2 separate regions of the Mus musculus genome follow, and region 1 is linked to region 2. Evidence: chromatin contacts called from public HiChIP or PLAC-seq data. All regions are on one chromosome and are shown on one strand. Each heading gives the region's core, a stretch centred on a gene start, on an enhancer-like site or on the middle of the called end of the contact. The rest is flanking DNA. Distances are from core to core; before and after follow the strand shown.

Evidence for each region. HiChIP or PLAC-seq counts read pairs in DNA pulled down with a chosen protein or histone mark.
Region 1: a contact with region 2 is called in an H3K27ac HiChIP or PLAC-seq map of embryonic stem cells, with 4 times the contacts expected there. The contact joins two enhancer-like sites. A contact is called at or near these places in 3 of 115 datasets of contacts at active chromatin or transcription factors (embryonic basal ganglia and embryonic stem cells) and 1 of 9 other capture datasets (embryonic stem cells).

Annotation. Positions count from the first base shown.
Region 1 is chr2:169,727,492-169,730,191 of GRCm38.p6, forward strand. All of the region lies in intron 1 of Tshz2 (teashirt zinc finger family member 2), which reads left to right. Among named protein-coding and RNA genes, the nearest start is that of Gm34344, 62 kb to the left of the region's middle. Within about 2 kb of position 1,305, at least 22 of the 459 cell types and tissues checked have an H3K27ac peak or open chromatin away from gene starts, as enhancers often do. A contact at or near this core is called in embryonic stem cells, where this site is marked.
Region 2 is chr2:169,310,289-169,312,988 of GRCm38.p6, forward strand. No RefSeq gene overlaps it. Among named protein-coding and RNA genes, the nearest start is that of Gm46788, 13 kb to the left of the region's middle. Within about 2 kb of position 1,308, at least 6 of the 459 cell types and tissues checked have an H3K27ac peak or open chromatin away from gene starts, as enhancers often do. A contact at or near this core is called in embryonic stem cells, where this site is marked.

The DNA.
Region 1 (2,700 bases), core at 55-2,554, 420 kb after region 2:
AGGAAGAGGCTGATATGGGATGAACTAATGGATCCTTTTCAACAGTCCAGCCTGGGAAACTATTCTGAGAGATGAACAGAGTGATTCTTGCACACTATTAACTCCATCTGCCAAGTGGAAAACATCCCTCTGTTTTCAGTTTGGGGTCCAGGTTGATGGATGGGACTTTTCCATTGTGAAATATGCATGTTTAATTATCATTTCCACTGACCTCAGTGTTTGTACTCACAATATACATCAGCTGAATGCACAGGCTATTAATCACAAGGGTTCTGTTCAGGGTTTCTCTGGGCCAAGCTTTCATTGCATACTTTAGGATATCCAAAGTGTGGACACTACTGTGTCTGAGTTCCAAATTTCAAGAACGGACAAAAAGTGACAGGCATGGCTTTCCAGTTCCGGGTCTTACATGTCACTATGAGGGAGGTTACCTTCTGCTCAATGTCACCCCCCTGTGGGGCCCTCCTTGATGACTTTTGAAGTTAAATATATATTCCCTTGATTAAAATACTCTTTCCTTCTTTTAAGAATACTTTTAGTAATGTTTGTCTGTGTGTGGGGAAGGGGTGACATGCAAGCCAAAGCTTGTGTGCATGTGGAGGGCAGAAGATAGCTCGTGGGAGTCAGTTCCTTCCTTCTGCCATGTGGGTCCTGGGGTTCAAACTCGGGCCATCAGACTTGGCATCGAGCAAGCGCTTTACCTTCTGAGACAGATCATTTGCCTAGTGGCACACTCTTTGACTGAGAAGCTAAGTGTCTTTTTCCTCATTGCACACCTTTCGGTATTCAAATATACTTGAGACAGCACTGATGAAATGGAATCCTTGTATATCTTGAGCTTGTATATCTTGTATATCCTTGTATTTTGAGCTTCCCTGAAAGGGATGATCAAAACTCTGGCCTTTGTGTTGACCCAGGGCCTCAGTTTGTCCTTTTGGAGAGAACCATTCAGAATTCAAGTCAAAGAAAGTGGGTTTAGTGTTAGGTTGAAAAGAATCTGTGACAAATGCAACAGTAAAACAAGCCTGGAATTTTTAATACTTCTATTTATTGGAATAGGTATGGACTGGAGAGGCAGACAAAACTTACACAACAATGAACAAGGGAAAGGAAAACTGTGGTTGCTGTGTCTGAGTTCCAGGGACTCTTAATAAAGGCATATTCCGATTGGGAAGAAACAGAAGCCTATCTGCGCATACAAATGTAAATCACTTCTTTGAAACAAGGTCTTTAAACACCTCACCCCTCCTGGGCCAGGCATGCGGGTCACATGCTTCCTGTGTCTTCAGAGCTGGGCTCCACTTATTGGGAGCCACTGCAGGAGGGAGGACTTGTTTGAAACATGCTTGACTCCCCCATCAGAGCCCTAGCCCCTCCCTAGGTGTTTGGCCTCAAAGGTCAGTGTTTTTCCCAGTCCACCACAGCTGGTTTATGTCTGCTTTTGCCACCGGCGTTTCCACCAGGCGGAAAGCTTTGAAAAGGCTCCAGTCACATTTTGAAACTTCATGACAAAAAATTGAATGTCATCCAGAGACTAGTTTAGGATTTAAACATCGCTGTCAATCTAGGCTGTCACCACCACGAGATTTTTTACCCCGACGATAGATCACGGTGATGTGCTGGCCCTGACGGGTCTTGGACTGTTAAAACGATTGAGAACGGAATCTACTGGGCCATGCAAATAAATAAAAAGAGACAGGGAGTGTCAACCCTTGATGTGATTGCCTTCTTGGTTGTCAGGTCCTGGATGTTTCCAACCAGGCGTTTCCTGTTCTTTCCCGGTAACAGTCTGTGCAATGGGAAACAGAGGAAGTGGGACCTCCACTTCCTCACCAGTTTGAGGGTTGATAGTTTTGATCATTGAATGGCTAAAGGACAGACTAAAATGGAGACACCATTAGAACTGAAGTCAGATTCCAAAAATGTGTGTCTGTGGACAGAAAGAACAGGTCACAGACGCTGATTGCTGACATGAGCTGATCTAGGCAGGCAGAGAAGGAAGTACAAGGGCCAAGTGAGAGGAATCATGGAAGACGGGATGTAGAAACTTTAAGATGGAGGAACGTAGACATAGAAATGGTTGGATGTAAATGGGAAGGTGTGGTAGACATGTGAAGGGCTTGGATGGAACGGTCTAGGCACAGGAAGCAAGCCACCATGACTGACAAGAACTAAGCCACCCCTAAGTCAAGAAAAGATCAGAATGAAGATGTTAGTGGCAATGGAGTAAACGACCATCGCCACCAGCAAGGGGACTCATGGAGCACTCAGGATTGGAGATATTCAGTTTTCAGCCAGGGAGAACCCAGGAAGGACAAACAAAGACAAACTGGTTGGTTCTGTGGGTAGGATGTAGGCTCTTCCGGGACAGTGTGAGAAGGAGCTAGTGATGCACTTGATCAGTTAATAGCCCGGCACCAAAACAGGCAGATTCCCTGGTCACCTCTACAGGCAGGATCCTTGCTATCTATTCCATGACTTCACTCTCCTCATTTGTAGCGAGAGGTGCTTGCGCCAGATGGGTTTCCAAGGCAGTTCCCAATTTGGGAGAGAGTGGTTGGGGGCCCTGTGAGGAGGCACCCTGTTTTAGGAAGATTCATCTGGCCCTCTGGCAGTGGCTTATAAAGAAGGCTGATGAATCTTCACCAAAACAACAAGCAGGAGATGAGGGGAGATGATGGGACATAGAGGAAGGGTGAT
Region 2 (2,700 bases), core at 58-2,557:
GTGCATGCAATCCCCAAATCGTTAGGCTCAGGGGACATCATGGAAGAGTGGGCAGGAGGGTTGTGAGGACCAGAGGCCTAGGATGCCTGCAGGAAGATGATGTCATCTAATTGTGTCAGGAGAGTTGCATCCAGGAAATCTCAACAATATGGTCACCTAAGCAAGACTTGCACAATGGCAACGTCAGCCAACATGTCAGATAGATGGGGAAGGGGAAGGAGATCTTGCAAGGCTCCCATTGTAGATCGTTGTGAGCCACCATGTGGTTGCTGGGAATTGAACTCAGGACCTCTGGAAGAGCAGTCAGTGCTCTTAACCGCTGTCTCACCTCTCCAGCTCCAGGTTATATCCCTAGATGAAGAGCTACAAGTAAATGGACGCTGAGAGAGGAAGGATCAGTGTTCTCTAAGAATGAGTCCCCTCATAAATTACTTAATCCCAAGTGGCCAGCCTTAAACACTCACACGCACGCACGTGTATACACACACACACACACACTCACACACACACACACACACACACACACACACACACACACACACACACACACACGTATACATTCACAAATACACCACATACACATACACACATATACACACATGTACACATACACATGTACTCACACAGACACACACCACAAACACACATGTATACACAGGTATACACAAGGACACACACGAGCAATGCTAAATGACTCAGCAGGTTATATTTTTACACACACACACACACACACACACACACATACATATATCTGACACTAATAGTTTAAGGTGAGGTCACGAGGAGCGGAAAGAACACAGGAGGAGTTGGGGGATGAGAAGGAGGGGACAGCAATGATGTAAAGAGAGCTTGTGCATGAAATTCTCAAAATCCGTTTTAAGAGGCAAAAAGAATGAGTTGCTGTGATCATACATAATGATTTCTGTAGAATACATACAACACACAGTTGAGTTGCAATGGACAACATTAGAAAGAAGGCAGACATTTACAGAATACCGAGAAATTGAAAAGAAAACCCATTAGGAACATATGCTTCTTTCTGCTTTACCCCCTAATTTTACCAGTGCAAGGAATACACTTTATAATCTATGTGGTCAGAGACTGGGATGGGCTACTCTTTAGGCTTACGCCTATAACGGAGCCTGGCAGGCAGTAGGTCCTGGTATGGATCTGTAAGTACTGAGTCACTCCAGGAGAGTATGAACCAGATGCTGGGACCCACCCAAGTGCTGGGTGGGTGGAGTGGATCTCAGCTCTCAGCACCTCCCTAGAGCTCTTGTTTCTCCTCCTATCTTGATGCCTTGCTGAAACAGACAGACAGCGGAAGTCCTCTCTAGATAATCAAAGGCTCTGGGAGAGGCAGGATGGAGAGGAGTGTAAAGAGTTTTTGTTTCAGTTGGATAAAGCTTTAGCAATCTGTGTAAACAGCCAAGAGCCTTGTTTCTCGATAAAAGACTCTCTAATCAGTTCTAATCCAAGAGCATCGTTGGCACTGAGAGATTGTAAAGGCAAAATATTCACTTTGAAAAATGAAACCTATTCTATTCAGGGCATTGTAATTTCCCATTGTGAGGCTGTGGTACCGGCGATTAAATTCTATTGTGTGTCTGCAGCCCTCGTTAGCGGGGATGTTTGCTATTATTAACTGATATTCTAAGAACATCCGCTCGCTCTCCACGGTGAAGAGCTGCTTGGCTCCTGAGAGATAATTTGCATACGTCTTGAGTTTGCCCTTCATGGTCTTTTCTTCCTCATTCGCTGTGCTATACGTATCTGGGATCCCATCTCATAGGGGCTGCCTCGTGCGTGGCATACTCTCTGAGCATGCTCAGTTGTCTGGCCATGTCATTCACATCTGGATAACCCTGGACACTTACACATGACTCTGCTATCTGTTTCCTGCATGGCAGGAAAAATTCTTTCTAAAAAGAAGTGCCTTAGGTTGTGTTCCCAGCAGCAGAACCCAAGGGGAGGATTTGTGTCAAAACACAGGCCCTCAGGTCCGATGGGGCCTGCATGTGAAACCTGTGGGTATGGAAGTGTCCACGCCTGGAAGTTTTGAGTTTTGCTTCCAGATTTTGGAATGTTTATAGAGGTTTTAGTAGTTGAACATTCCTAACACAAAAAAATCCAGCACCTTCGGAATTTTGAAATGTTTGTCTTCTGTTGACATCTCTGTATATGTGTATTATGTGTGTGTATATATGTATGTGTGTGTATGTATGTATGTGTGTATGTATGTATGTGTATGGATGCATGTGTGTATATGTATATATGTATGTGTGTATGTATGTATATGTGTGTATGTATCTATATATATGTGTGTATGTATTTGTGTATATGTATGTATGTGTGTGCATGTATGCATGTGTATGTATGTGTGTATATGTATGTATGTGTGTGCATATATGCATGTGTATGTATGTGTGTGTGTGTATGTATATATGTATGTGTGTGTGTGTGTGTGTGTGTATGTATGAGTATGTGTATGTGTGTATGCTATACAGTCTGTCCACAGCTTTAGGGATGTTCAGGTGTGTTACAAATACTAACGTAACAGTAGGGCCAGCAAAGTCACACGCAAAAACACAGACTTGAGGCCTTCCAGTGTTAAAGTCCCTAATATCAAAGAACAAGAGTGACCTAGAAAGGCCAGCGATGGAAGAGGGGAGCAGAGCAACTGCCTATGAGAGAGGCCCA